Linked DNA regions of Hordeum vulgare: all the other regions are linked to region 2. Evidence: chromatin contacts called from public Hi-C data. All regions are on one chromosome and are shown on one strand. Each heading gives the region's core, a stretch centred on a gene start, on an enhancer-like site or on the middle of the called end of the contact. The rest is flanking DNA. Distances are from core to core; before and after follow the strand shown.

Evidence for each region. Hi-C and Micro-C count contacts between places; a contact is called where the count stands out from the background.
Region 1: a Hi-C map of leaf shows a contact between it and region 2, with 6 times the contacts expected there. The contact joins the promoter of LOC123403401 here to the promoter of LOC123406045 in region 2. A contact is called at or near these places in 2 of 6 Hi-C or Micro-C datasets (leaf and seedling).
Region 3: a Hi-C map of seedling shows a contact between it and region 2, with 2.5 times the contacts expected there. The contact joins the promoter of LOC123402421 here to the promoter of LOC123406045 in region 2. A contact is called at or near these places in 4 of 6 Hi-C or Micro-C datasets (leaf and seedling).

Annotation. Positions count from the first base shown.
Region 1 is chr6H:399,406,841-399,411,638 of MorexV3_pseudomolecules_assembly, reverse strand. LOC123403401 (GATA transcription factor 6-like) reads right to left here and starts at 1,445. Exons shown (of 3, transcript XM_045097336.1): 1 at 1,228-1,445; 2 at 807-1,100; 3 at 1-710. The coding sequence starts at 1,386.
Region 2 is chr6H:398,939,323-398,944,058 of MorexV3_pseudomolecules_assembly, reverse strand. It overlaps LOC123406045 (kinesin-like protein KIN-7C), which reads left to right and starts at 2,361. Exons shown (of 14, transcript XM_045099544.1): 1 at 2,361-2,640; 2 at 3,186-3,479; 3 at 3,877-3,966; 4 at 4,056-4,156; 5 at 4,245-4,358; 6 at 4,447-4,528; 7 at 4,618-4,685. The coding sequence starts at 3,233.
Region 3 is chr6H:398,672,770-398,677,416 of MorexV3_pseudomolecules_assembly, reverse strand. LOC123402421 (RING-H2 finger protein ATL79-like) reads left to right here and starts at 2,293. Exons shown (of 1, transcript XM_045096347.1): 1 at 2,293-3,553. The coding sequence starts at 2,785. The coding sequence ends at 3,339.

The DNA.
Region 1 (4,798 bases), core at 196-2,695, 470 kb before region 2:
ACGGGGTCCTTCTTGCGGCGCATCTCCAGCACCTTGCGGTGGGAGTTGGAGTGCAGGTTGCCCACGAAGGTGGGGCTGCACGCCGGCCGGTACTCCGGGAGGAGCCGCCCCGACTTGAACCGCACGCCGCAGGCGTTGCACAGCGTCTTGGCGCCCTCCGGCCCCGCGCGCCACTGGGGCGTCTTCTGGACGCCGCAGTGGCTGCAGCGCCGGTCTCCCTGGACCGGCGGGGAGGCGGCGCCGCCCGACAGCTGTGGCGGGAGATGGCTCCTTGGCTTGCGCCCGCGCTTCTTGGGCTTGTGCTTGGACTTCTTGTTCTTGTTCTTCGTGCGTGGCGCTTCGTCCAGGAGGTTGAAGGTGGGGGAGTCCATTAGGAAAAAGGACGACAGGGAGGCCGACGAGGAGCAGGAGGAGCTGGTGGCGGACGACGACGCCGAGTCGGATATGGACGCGCCGGAGAGCGACCACACGGTGGTGCCGCGCGAGCGCTTGCTACGCTTCTTGGACCTCACCGGCACCAACGCTTCAGTGGAAAGCGCGCATATTGTCGGGGTCCGCATAGGGTCCACGGCCGGCACGGCGCTTTCCTGCGGCCGGCGGTGCTGCGGTGGCCACGCCGCTGGCGCTGGGAGCTGCGGCGGAGGCGGGAGCTCTGCCTGCGAGTCGTCCATGATACGCGACACCCACTCCAGTTCCTCCGCGTCGTGGGCCTACACAGAAAGCACGCAAAAGAAATGAATAACGCTGTAGACCTAAAATAGCGCCGTCTGGCCGGAGAAAGCAAAAAAAAGGGTCAAACGTCTTACCGGCAGGTCCATCTCCGGCGGAAGAAGCGGCATGAGCTCGTAGGAGACCGCCGACGAGCCGTGCGAGTCACTGCACTTTTCCTCCTCCTCGGTGGCCGGAGCCGTCTCGCAGAGAAAGCCGTCTTCCTTGTCCACCTCGCAGAGCTCCTCAAGGTCAAGGAGCTCCTCCACCGAGAAGCCGTCACCCAACAGCCCGGCTCCCCACGCCGTCGGCCCAGCGACCGCGGCGGCCGCCACCTCCTCGACTGCCTCGTACGGCCTGAGGCTACTTCTCAGCGCAGACATCCTCTCCGCCTGAAACCGCACCCACAGAAAGCAGGAGAGCAAGCTCTCGTCAGTTCCCTCTCTTGCTAAACAATAACCGTCTCACTCTCTCTCTCACACACACACGTCTGAGGACAGAGAGGCTATGCATGCTTACCTGCAGGGAGCCGTGGTGGTGCGCGAACGACGACGACATGGCGGAGGCGGCTGCAGAGGAGGAGGAGTGGGAAAGGGTAGGGAGGGAGGCGTTGAGGAGGTGAGGAGCAGAGGAAAAGGCAGCGGCAGGGGCGGAAGAGATGAGTGTCTGGTGGGTCATTGAATGGCTGCCAAAGTCCGTGTCCGCAACAAATGCACTGTTGCGTTATGTTGTTTTCCCCCACCCTTTTTCACCCGCTTTGCTCTCCCTCAATCACGTTGCTCCACTCCATTTCTTTTTCATCGTCAAGAAAAATAATGTTTAATTATGCACAAGTGCTAATAGTCAATAGTCATGTTTTTAGAGCAACGCCAACGTCCCGGTCCAAACGGACGATGTTTTTATTTTTTTTTGTTTATTTGGATCGACCGTCCGCTCGACGTCTGTCCTATTTCAGATTTGGATGGCAGTGCGTCCAACATCCACGACCCATTTTATGTCCGTGCACACATTTGAAAAGTAGATCAAGCCAGTGATCATGTCGTTGTCCAAATTTCATGCCGATAGCATGCCACGGTCGACATATAATGTCAGATTCAGAAAATAGTTCATGTGTGGCGCACGTGCGAGCGGTCGATACATATGTCAGCACACAAAAAGGGACGGGAGTTCGACCAGGCCATCATGGCCGTGGTCATGCCAACACACTTGCTGGCATACAAAAAAGGATGACGCTCGAAGCCATAGATCACTCGTCGTTGAACTTGAGCATGTCGGCCTGCATCTTCTCGAACCACGGTCTCTTCCTTGACGACATGGTGTTGAGATCCACCTTCATGATCTCCATCCCCGTCATCATGCTAACGAGAGCCACTTCTTTCGCCTTGGTCTTGGCATTGACGGCATGATCTCTAGCATCTTGGCATGGTTCTCCGCCTCCATCTCAAGCATCCTGATTTGCTTCTCCGCCTCCATCTCAAGCCCCCCCCCTTGAATCTCCATGAAGGCGTTCATTTTCTCTTCCTTGTCTTGTCGGTGCTTCTCCTACCTTGAATCCCTCTTGGTCATCATGCCCTCCACGGTTGCACTCAAGGAGATTGACGCCGCATCCCACTTGTCGTCCTTCTAGTAGTTGGTCTTTCCCTGCGGCCGTGGCTTCTCACCCTCCCCAACCTCCTCCACGGCTTCCTCCCCCCCCCCCAATACGTTGTGAGGGTGGCATATTGGAGCTTGAACTTCTCCTCATCTTTGATGATCCTTCAACAATGAGAAAGGTTGAAGGACTTGCCTTCATGTTGGACAACGAATGTCTCTAAAGCTTGGAACGCCTACAAATAAATTACACGCAAGTATATTAACAAATAAACATGTAAACAAAGAGGGGGTATGCATACCATGTCTTGTATGTCGATCGTGCACGGGGCGTGCTTGATGCTCTTATAAGTGGCACAAAACTTGTTGCATTCTTGTTGGATCACTTTCCATCGCTTTAAAATGGACACCCGCCCTCGCGTGCTTTGCATTTGGTACGACGTGAACTTCTTGCGTTCGCCAAACTCACGACGGACACAAATTCAAAAGGTTGATGCCTTTTGATCGGCGCCGACCTTGGGGTCTTGCCCAATGTCCCTCCAACATTCACAAAGGAGCTTGTCCTCAACCCTCGTGTATGCCTTCGTTTGTTTGCTCTTTCGCTTGGGCTGCACCTCGGTGACTTGGGTGACGAGCTCGTCCTCGAACAGAGGCTCTCCGTCAATGTCCGCCTCATCCTCTTCCTTGAGGCTATAGTCATCCGGAAACACGTGGTCGGGTGGGAAGCCGTCCAGGTCCAGGCCGACCTGATCTTGCACGAAGGCTAGCTGCATGCGAGCTTGGTCATAGGTCAACGGAGTGAACGGTCCACCACAACCGTCCTAGCTTTGGGTCTCATCAAGATCGTAACCAGAACCATTTGCGACTGCCAGAGCGCCCTCGAAGATGATGCTCTGTATGAAGTGGTTTGCCCTCTCGTTGTTGATGGCTACCGGCATTCCATCAAACAGGTTGCGGGCATCGGAGAACATGTCGGCTGACATCTCCCACGCGTGTTTCCTCGTCCCACCGGATGACGAGACATCGGCTACCGGTCTGGAGTTGAGGTCGATGTGCGCGGGGCAGGGCGCGGGCGTGGATGGCGTCATCACGCTCACCTCCAGCGAGCATTCGCCGGAGAGGCGGGAGGCCTGGGGTAGACGTAGAAGCCGGGGATCGGATGAGTTATTGATGTGTGGGTGACTGTGGTAACGCCATCCGAGGGAAGGCAGACGAGCATGTGCTAGCCGCGGCCACAACGACGCTGACAACCCCATGATGGCCAAGGTTTTACTCTAGGTACAAAAGCGCCTCACTTGTAGCCGCTGCGATACGTGCACTCGTATCCTCCTGCTGCGATGCGGCGGCTATGGCCACGGCAGACGCTGCTTCATCCCTTGCGCCCGCCGCGTGCCTTGGCCATTTCTCTTTGCCGACTCCCAAGCCCGATCCTCGGGCGTCAGCTCCTTCTTCTTCTTGGGCGTGGTGGCGGTCTTTTGGGGGCGCAAGGCTTGCCTTTGCACGAGGGGACGGTCGTTATGCCGGACGAGGCGAGGCCGATGGTGGAATCGAGGTCATTGTCCATGGCGAGTAGACGGGAAGAGCGCGCGGGCGGAAGTGTTTTGGGAACATGGAGGGAAACGGTGGAGGCTTTGCCCTCGACTCGCGGGCCACGGGAGTAGTTGGCGCGCACCGCACGCGTCTGTCTCGTGTCCGCCAACGTGAATCAGGCTAAAAAAATGAACCTGGAATAAATTGATAAGCGGACGAAACCGGACGCACGTCCGTTTGGGTCGATGCGTTGGGACGACTTTTTACTCGCCACGACCCAAACGGACGCGTGGTAATGTGCGTTGGAGTTGCCCTTACTCCATTCGTTACGATGCTTGTGGATATGAGTTCCCGCATGGATATATGCTAGAAAGAGGCAAAATCGATAAAATTGACCCCTCAACGAAACAAATTTACAAACTGGACTGCGTTAATTTTTTTTCACTCAGATGACCCTTTTGTGTGGCACCCGACAGCCGGGCGTCACACTACACTATGTAGCGCCTAACATATAGGTATTACACTTCTCGACAGTGTGACACCCCGGGGCCACACTCCTGGTTGTGTGGCCCCTAAGAGAAAGGAGTCACACTACATTGTATGGCGTCTAACTGAAAGGAGCCACAATGTAGTGTGGCTCTTTTCACTTATGCGTCGCACAATGTAGTGTGACTCCTTTCTCTTAGACGCCACACAACCAGAAGTGTGGCCCCGGCTGCCACATTGGTCACAAGTGTAACGCCCATATGCTAGACGCTACATAGTGGAGTGTGAGCACAAAAGAATCAACTAAGTGAACTTCTTTTTAACGTCATCCAATTTATGAATTTGTTTCGTTCGGGGATTAATTTTATCAGTTTCGCCCTATAAAATATGATGGTCTATTAAAATACTATTAATGAGACATTGTCAAGTTACGTGTGTAGATCATTTTTCCTTCATTATATTTTTCTTATCCAAAATTATTTAT
Region 2 (4,736 bases), core at 1,112-3,611:
TATTCGCTGATCATCACTCCGCACCACTAACGTCGAAGGAACTGATACCTTTGAGTTAGCCCTTTCACTTGAGCTTGATGTTGTTGTTCCTTCTTGGCTCAAGTTGAAAGCAAGACATGATGAAGTCTTCAAGTAGCTCTCCCATACACAATGTGGAAAGCCTAGCTTATGTATTCATCTTCATTTGTCCACCATGTGAACATCCACAAGAATCAAGCATGTAGTGCTGAGGAATGCTTATCTTGATCTTGTCCTTGTTAGCACATGAGCTTGTCCTTATCAACACATGATCATTAACAATAGCTTAAGAGGGGATTAGTGATTAGTTGTCTATATGTGTGTTGTCAGCAACATCAAAACATGATAAATGGCATGATTGCACTTTCATCGAGGAGCTTGGGTGCAGCTTATATAGAGTGCGACACGACGGGCCGAATGCCATTAGGAGGGTGAGTTAATGCTAATAACTTCGGAAGTTACTAGTAACAGCTGCTCTAAGTGCGGTGTTACTAGTAACGCCGATCTTCATTGTGCTTTATGTGGTAGTTTAAGTCTCTTGCCGTTGCAGTCTCTTTCTCATTGTGACTTTGCTTTAGTCCGAGTGTCGGAGCACGTCCGATTGATCGAAGGCGGTCCGAGTGACCCTGTGCATCCGAGGGAGAATCTGTTCGCCCGAGTGAGACCGAGACTGCGTCGATAGCTTTAAGAACATTGATGACTGTGTGGGACCCTAGGTGGGCCCTGAAATGCACGTCCATGGGTCTACCGCTAATGGACAAGCCCATCATGTCCAACAACATACATTATATTTTTGTTTTGTGGTACCGCATGACATTCAATTATATGTTACAATGTGGCAACGGATCACGAGACAGGGGAGTCATGGGTGAAGCAAGCATCGTCCCCCTTGATGGCGGTGGCACATCAACACCAACACGGAGGAAGGGGATCAAAACAGAGCGCGAAGTATGGTTTAAAGGAGAGAGGCTGTCATGGCTAAGATGAGATCGACATCATCTGTTTTTTTAGGAGCGGGCTCCAACACGAAATGTGTCGCTAAGGTGGGAAACAAAGTGAGAAGGGGAGGGTCCGGCAGGAAAAATCGCGGGATGGGGATTTTGTGTTGGGACTGCCTATTAACGATAACATGACGGATAATTTGGTCAACCACTTTTCTCCCCCGCATATGGCTGGATTTGAGGGAGCGCAAACTGTCGAGGTGGCTTGATTTTGAGTGGCCCGGTGGGCATCCATTTAATATCCAAACACACCCATATGTATGAGGGGGAAATGAGCTTTAATCTTGAAGGCAATTCTAATCATTTATTGTATTTATTTATATACACTACGAGGGAAATTTTACTAGTGAAGTATAATCGGATTAACAAAAAGGATGAGCTTTTTGTATGTCGTTAAAATAAACTAATTTTCGACTTACCTTAATAAATGGAAAAGTTCTTTTACGAGGGAAATAATATTCTCATTATTCAAGGGGGGACGAATGGATAAGTTGACTCCATAAAAGTATGCACTGCCGACACGGTTTTTCATTTTATTTTATGGCGGGAAGAAACTTCCAAGAAAAAGAACAATATTTTGGACAAACCTTAACAAATGGATAAAGTTGACTTCCGATATTCCCGCAATAAAAAGAAGAAGGCACCATATAGTAATACATCAACCATTGTCTAGAGTAAACCGATCGCGTTTAAAATAACGAGAGGCCAAATTATAGCCGTTGTTGAGGTGGTGTCGGCCGGAGCCGGAGCCGGAGCTGCACGTTCTCGACCAATACACGTTAGTGGTGAGCAGTTCTCCGATATTCACCGGCCACCGAAGAAGCCACACCTTCAGAAGCGGTCCACCGCTCACTACTACTACTCCGTCGAACGGCCAAGCATTTGAATTTGCTCGTCGCACTGTCCGTCTGCCCCCCGCACGAAATTTCCACGCCGCATTAACTTGCCGAGATAAATACACGGCACGTATACCATGGATGTTCCGTTCTTTACTTCCCCGGCATCCCTTGTCCCTTCCCTCGTACGTATCCGGTTCTGTGTGCGCTCAGATTTCGCCAAGCATACCATATTACCATCCGAGTGATTCATTACTCTTGGACTTGGTGCAGGTGAACCAGCACTACATTGTCATCACATTTCGGATCGATCTCGCCACCAGTAGCCACTTATTCGTACAATACGATGCCAGCATCAGCACGGGCGTACAAAACTTGTGAGTACGTGAAAAGCACTTAACTGAAACAATATAGAACGTAAAGGGCCTGCATGCAAAAGCGCCCACTAAGCAAGATCATTGAAAACGAGCCCTGCGAAAGAGGAGACAGAGGAATCCAAGCAACGGTCTCCTGGGGTTGGCAGAAAGAAAAAGAAAAAAAGGAAAGGAAAAAAAAGATCGAGCCACCGTCTCTTACACTCCTGACCCTTCTCTCCCCCCAAATCGATCGTCGTGGGGAGCAGTCGCACGCGGTGAGGCCGGCGCCACTCCCAGCCCCCCGACTCCAAAACCCCCCACTTCCCCGCGAATCCCCCACCTGAAATCGCCCCAGCCATGGCCGCCGCCGCCGTCCGGAGAAACGTCGCTTCCTCGCCCTCCGGAGCCGCCCGTCTTCGCCAAGCCTTGGTATAGTAACTTACCCGCTTTTCCTTTATTATGTTATTGCTTGAGCATTATTGGTCACCAGAGGAGAGGGGAGGAGAGCTGCTGTTGCGGCTGGTTGGTGGCGACGTCGATGTGAGCCTGCCAGGGCTACTGTTTTCGGTTGTTAGGGAGTGCTTAGGTCAGGCGATTGCTTCGCGCAGATCTGCTAATAACTACGAATTCCTCGGGAAGGAGGATGGTTAGCGTGACAGGGGCGCCATAGATTTGGGATAATCGGTGGTTCTCCGGTGGTGCCCGGCCATCGGACATGCTAACCACTGTCCTGAATCCTGATGATGCGCGTAATTACTGCTAGCGAAGGGTCCACATAAAAATGCTTGCCTTCTCCTCCACCCGCAGCAGCAGCGAGCTCGTCAACAGCCTTGCCCGGCACTCAAATCCACTGGGATAGGACAGATTCGTGCGTCCTGCCGTGTTGCCTTCTTGTCTGCTTCTTCTTTATTCCTGTACGTATCATATGTGCCTTGCTTCTTGGCTGTGGTCTTATAATGCTGCATTTCTGGCAGACGGTGTAGGGAGAGGTGAAGGAGGGGGCAGGTAAGTGTGGGAGCGAATGGGGGCGATTGGAGGCGACGAATCCGTGCAGTGGGACAAGATGAATGGAGCTGAGGTGGTGAACGGCGGTGGAAGTGGCGCAGGAAGCCTGGATAGGATACAGGTCTTGGTGAGGGTGAGACCTCTGAGTGACAAGGAGATTGCAAGGGGTGAGCCTGCGGAGTGGGAGTGCATCAATGACACCACCATCATGTTTCGGAGTACCTTCCCGGATCGACCCACAGCTCCAACCGCATACACATTTGGTCAGTGCACTGTGTTCTTCTCTTCTCATGCTTACATCTTTTGTGGTTTTTCATTGCGCTGGTCTTCAGTATGCTTAATTAGTTTTAGTACTGTTTTTTGGGAGCATTTTCATAACACCTGATGTAGAGTACTACAACGGCTCTCAGAAGCAACACTCAAACATCATATTTCCCTACACAATTTCATGTATACTTGATGTGTATATTATTACTGCATAGTGATCATGCCTTTATCTATTGTTGACTTATTGTTTAAATCATTTCAATGTGCTCAATTGCTCAATTGCTATGTAGGGATCTCAGGTGAGTTGGGGTTATTAGTTGGTAATACTCGTATAGTTTGGTTCCATTTTCCTAGTGTGCATCCTTGTTAAACATAAATCTCTTGTATTTGCAGACAGGGTATTTCATTCTGAGTGCAGTACGAAAGAAGTCTACCAGGAAGGGGTCAAGGAAGTTGCCCTCTCTGTAGTTGGTGGCATTAACTGTGAGTGCAAACTGCACAAAAGCTTATGAGTCCAAAATTGTGAAACATCATAGCGTTTGAACTAAATCAGAGTGTGTCTTCTCTCTCAGCAAGTGTTTTCGCGTATGGGCAAACAAGTAGTGGGAAAACATATACTATGACTGGAGTGACAGAGTGCACAGTAGCAGATATATATGATTATATTAACAAGGTGATCAACTCCCTACCAACCATAGCTTCCATGGCCAGGTTTTGGTCTCGATTGTTACAAAGTCCTCAAATCAGTGTTTCTTTTTCAGCATGAGGAGAGAGCATTTGTGTTGAAGTTCTCAGCAATTGAAATATATAATGAAGTTGTTAGGGATCTTCTGAGTGCAGAAAATACTCCTCTTAGACTTTGGGATGATGCAGAGGTAATAAGGTGCTCCTTCTCAGCATTGTTAACTTTGAGTAATGTTATGCTCATGTTTGCTAACCGGTTTATTGTTGTTTATTCTACAGAAAGGCACCTACGTGGAGAATCTTATGGAGGTTATATTAAGGGACTGGAACCACCTCAAGGGACTTATTTCTGTTTGCGAAGGTTTAATATTGCTTACTAATAGCAGCTTCCATTTTGTGGAAATTATGGTTATTGTATGTTCTCATTTGTGCTTTACGTGATTGTAATAGCTCAAAGGAGAACCGGGGAGACCTTCTTAAATGAAAAAAGCTCCAGATCCCATCAAATACTTAAATTGGTCTGTCCTTAACTTGATTATATTTACGAAATATGTATTTGATGTATATGT
Region 3 (4,647 bases), core at 1,044-3,543, 270 kb after region 2:
TGCCAATAATGTGATTATCATGAAAGATGTTGAAATCCCTTGTTGTAACATTGATAGCAAAGGCAGACCACCCAAAATATATTCATCTCTCTTTTAAACAATGAGCTCTCGCACCTCTACAAATCCTTGCCTCCCTCTCCGAAGGGGCAATCTATTTACTTTTACACCATTTACTTTTCATGTTGAGTCAACTTCTTTGAATTTAGAGTTTTTAAGTTTGTGCCCACAAACTAATTAAATATATTTTATTTTTTAATTAACAATGAACTAATTTAAACTACATTTCATGAGTTCCAATCTGCAAAAAGGATCGCATGAATTGGATTTTGTAAATTGAAAGTTGGCCTAATTGGTATTTAAATCATTATGTTTAAAATCATTTTTTATTAAATTATTCCAAAAGTACATCTCCTAAGAATTCATTTGTAAAAAGAATCATTCAATTTGGATCTATGGATAATTAGTTATGATAGTTTTAAATTCGAGTGCTCTTTTGCAAAATTGCATTTTCTTTTTAAGTAACAATTTTCTTTCGGATAATGTTGTCAATGTCACAACTTCTGGTTGGCAAGTCTCGGTTCATTTAAGTGATTAAACTTGGGCTGTCCAATCCAGATCTAACATCAGAAATCAAAATGAAGAAGGGCAGGGTTTGACGTCATCAGGTCTCCTCACCGGAGAGTCATCAAAAAACACGTGCACGATGGCGCAGTGTTCGGTCGTCGAGGTTGCCGGCGTTCCAGGGGCTCCTAGGCTATGCGAGGGGTACAATTTGACACACTGCGAGACAACGAATATGATGGTGGTGTTGGCTGGCCTCGGGGATGACGAAGACAACGACGGGGAGGCTCGTCAGAGTTGCTGGCGGCTTGAGCGTCGTCGATGTGCTCAAACGCGGGCGCTCCTGGATGTAGGACTTGGTCAGAAGGTGCACACGAGCATGGGGAGGCAGATGGAAAAAGGTGCAGGGCCAAATGCAAGAGGCTCACCCGAGCAACGACGGCAGCGGCGCCCATCTTCGGCCTCCATCAAACTCGGGGCTACAGGGGGCCCCGGGCTCATCGGAGATGTCCACGGGGTCGCCTCGATGCGGTGGATCTCCTGGAGGGGTCGGGTGGTCGCGAGGGGGTAGAGGCTCGTTGGAATCTCGTCGCGGTCTCTTTGTCAAGGTGGAGACGTTGATGGTGGTGTGGGTAGCCCAATGGCGCTCCGGTGGAATCGTGTGAGTGAGAGGGAGAGAGAGAGAGCGGGCACGACATGGTCAGCTGGCTGGGCCATTTTTTCTTTCTCTTTTCTTTTCTGTTTTTGGTTCATGTTCTTTGTTTTCATTTTTCAAATTTGAATTTGAATTTTCTTCGAAAAAATCCTAAATTATCTCGGGAATATTTCTGACTAAATGAATATTTCTCCAAGGGTTTTTGAGAAACTGTATTTTGTCAATAACTAGTGAACCTATTTGAATTGTTTTACTTTTCCTTTTTCTAATTTTCTTGTTCTGTTTATTATATCGAGAATTTTCCTTATAGTTTAATTGCCCAAATTAAACTGTTTGCAAATTCTAGTCCACTCAAAAATAATTAGGGCAAATATCATCTTAGAAAAAAAAATCCTGTCGTTATGCAAGTTTTCCTAAAACAATTTAAGAGACCTACATGACTTTCACTCAAAGTGGAATTTGAATTCAAATGTCTGTCTTGTTGGCTCTAAAAATCAAATGTGCAAGGAAATGATGGATGCATATGCTTCTAAGTTCATAACTGAAATTTAGTAAAATTTGGGTTGTATAACCATATACACTTATATCATTTTTTATGGCTGCAACTCCTTGATGAGGATCATATACTAGTATGATTTGAAGAAAGTACTTCATCCATTTCATGATGTAATGCGTCCGTGTTTTCTGAGATTTAAGTTTAACCATGAATTTAGTCAATGAGGCCGACTACGGGAAGCATAAATTGTGTCACTGGATTCATATTGAAATACGAATCCACTGGTATACGAATTCAGTGGTATAATTTATGCTCCCCCGAGTTGGTCTTGTTGGTTAAATTTATGATTAAATTTTAAGCTTGAAAATCGAGGACGCATTACATTATAAAACGAAGGGAGTAACATAAATGATAAATGCATATGTTATTAGTCTAAATTACTTTTCACTATGAATAGCCTACAAAGGTTCTCTGATTTTTTTTTACGTGCAAATTTTTTTCCTGCAGATTAGAGTATTTTCCAATGTAAAACATCAAACAGACTCACAGAGAGGATTGAACACTTGATGCTTTGCAGCTCTTGGGGATTGCGCCAAGAGGACGCCTGCTCTTCTTTTTGATACGCTCGATGAGGTGGCGAGGGGCAAAAACTTTAAAAGCTCGCATTAACCTTCTTGGTAGCAGGAGAAGAACATTGACCAGGGTTAAGTAAACTAGTAGTACTAACGCCATCAGTTGGTCTAGGAAGTAGGGCATGGTATACTCTATCCTGAATCTGAATTCGGATGAGACATGCATTCAGAGTCCGTTTTCTAAACAAGCGAGCCTGCGTGAGGTGAGGTATGGCGCAAGGCATCTTCGTGCACGCATGCTTGGTCTCCGGCCTACTACTCCACTCCCACTTTGAGTAGCACTCCGTCAGCTCCGAGGAAAGAAAAGAAGCCATACAAAAAGCCAAGGCCGTCTGCCAAACCCAGACAACGACGCCTCCTCGCAGGCTCGCCCTCCTACACTCATTCACTGTCCCGCTCCGCCCCGTCGACACCACTCTCTATACTATAGATCGAACGCCATGGCACGCCGGACCAACCACACCGCCTCGCCCCCCATGAACGCCACGGCGGCGACCATGGTCGTCCCGTCTCCGCCTCCCCGTAGGCCGCTGCCTCACGCCAGCGGCGACGCCTGGGGACCCTACACCAGCTCCCGGGCATTCTTCTCCAACGTGGCCACCATCCTCATCATCCTCGCCTGCGTCTCCCTCCTCGCCTTCTCCCTCCACGCCGCCGCCCGCTTCCTCCTCCGCCGCCTCGCCAGCCGCCGCGCCGCGCGTGCGCGTGCGCGGGCGCAGGGGCAGCCACAGCCGCCGAAGCCTCCGTCCGACGCCGCGACCGCCGAATTCTCCGTGGAGGCCGGGGCAGGGGCAGGCGTTCAGTTGGCCGGCGGATGGGGCGACGCGGAGTGCGCTATCTGCCTGTCGGAGCTGGCAGACGGCGAGCGCGTCCGCGTGCTCCCGGCGTGCGGCCACCCCTTCCACGGGGCCTGCGTGGACGGGTGGCTCGCGGCACGCGCGAGCTGCCCCACCTGCCGCGCGCCGTCCCGGCTGTCGCGGGCCGGAGAGCCGTAGCCAAACCAGGACGCTGTCACCTCCGGCGCTGGGTCAGTCATGGATCCGTGGTCACTCTTGTCTGTACCGCCGACAAGAAGCGACATCAAGTGCGTCACGGTGGGGGAGCTTGCCGGAGCTCAGCTCTGTCGTCGCGTGATTTGTAATCGAGTGCTTGTACTACTACTCCTTGATGGCGTCTGACAATGCAAATCGACTACGGCCATATCCATCAGCTCGGATCGTAATTTGCAATCATTGCTCTTGCATTCTCATCTCATGTCAAGCTTGCATTGCATGACGCATCTGTCGGATTCTTGCACACTCCGTTGATGAATTCCAGTGCCGTTGGCTGTAGGCCTGCATATTTTGGCGTCCGAGCAGGCTCGTCGTCAGTGACAAACTGACAAGGCACAGCTCTGGGTCGACGGATTCCTTCCGGGGGCTAGAGTGGATACGAGACAAGAACAGAAAAGCGGTAAAGCAGAGGAAGACGGGATGATGGAGTGTTGTAGGCTCCGTAGGGCGCTGCTGCGAGAATATTACTAGCGGTGGGGCTGCTTGCTTTGCGACCATCGTGTAGAGGTTTGGTTGGCTTTTGGCGCGGCAGGTGGCATCGGCGTTCGGCGGGTGGTCGCCGTGGAGTCGGTCTGATTGGGATGCGTTGGGCGTCGCAGTCGTCCCGTTGGGAGCAGCGCCACTGGAGTATTTGGCGCCAAGCACCACGGCTCACAGGCCTCAGCCTCTCCTCCGCCGACAAGACAATGTTTTTCGTCTTCGCTGCCGCAAAGGCTGACGAACCTAAGGCTACTCCCTCCGTTCCAAAATATAAATTTTTTTTAGGGATTTTACTAGGATACTACATACGAAGTAAAATGAATGAATCTATATTCTAAAATATGTCTATGTACATCCGTATGTAGTTTATAGTACAATCTCTAAAACGTCTTATATTTAGGAATGGAGGGAGTATCATGCATGCCAACTAGGCATTTTTTATGAGGTGGCATAGAATTAAATGAAGAAAAAGAGGGTTGAGTATCATATCATGATACCGTATCATATTAAATGATGTGCTACTATGTGTCTTTCATGACAATAAATGAACTATACTATGATACTAATATATGATATTATGCATTACAGATGTGGTATCATACACTAGTATCATATGCATGATACTACTATATGATACTATCCATTACAACCAGCCTAATGTCTCCTGCTTGGGAATGCTTCACCTTATACAAGATGCTAGGAGCATTTCTAGCTGACCCTAAAAGGCTTGTCCGTAAAAATTGTTTATAGTTTGTAAAAAAATTATTTTTT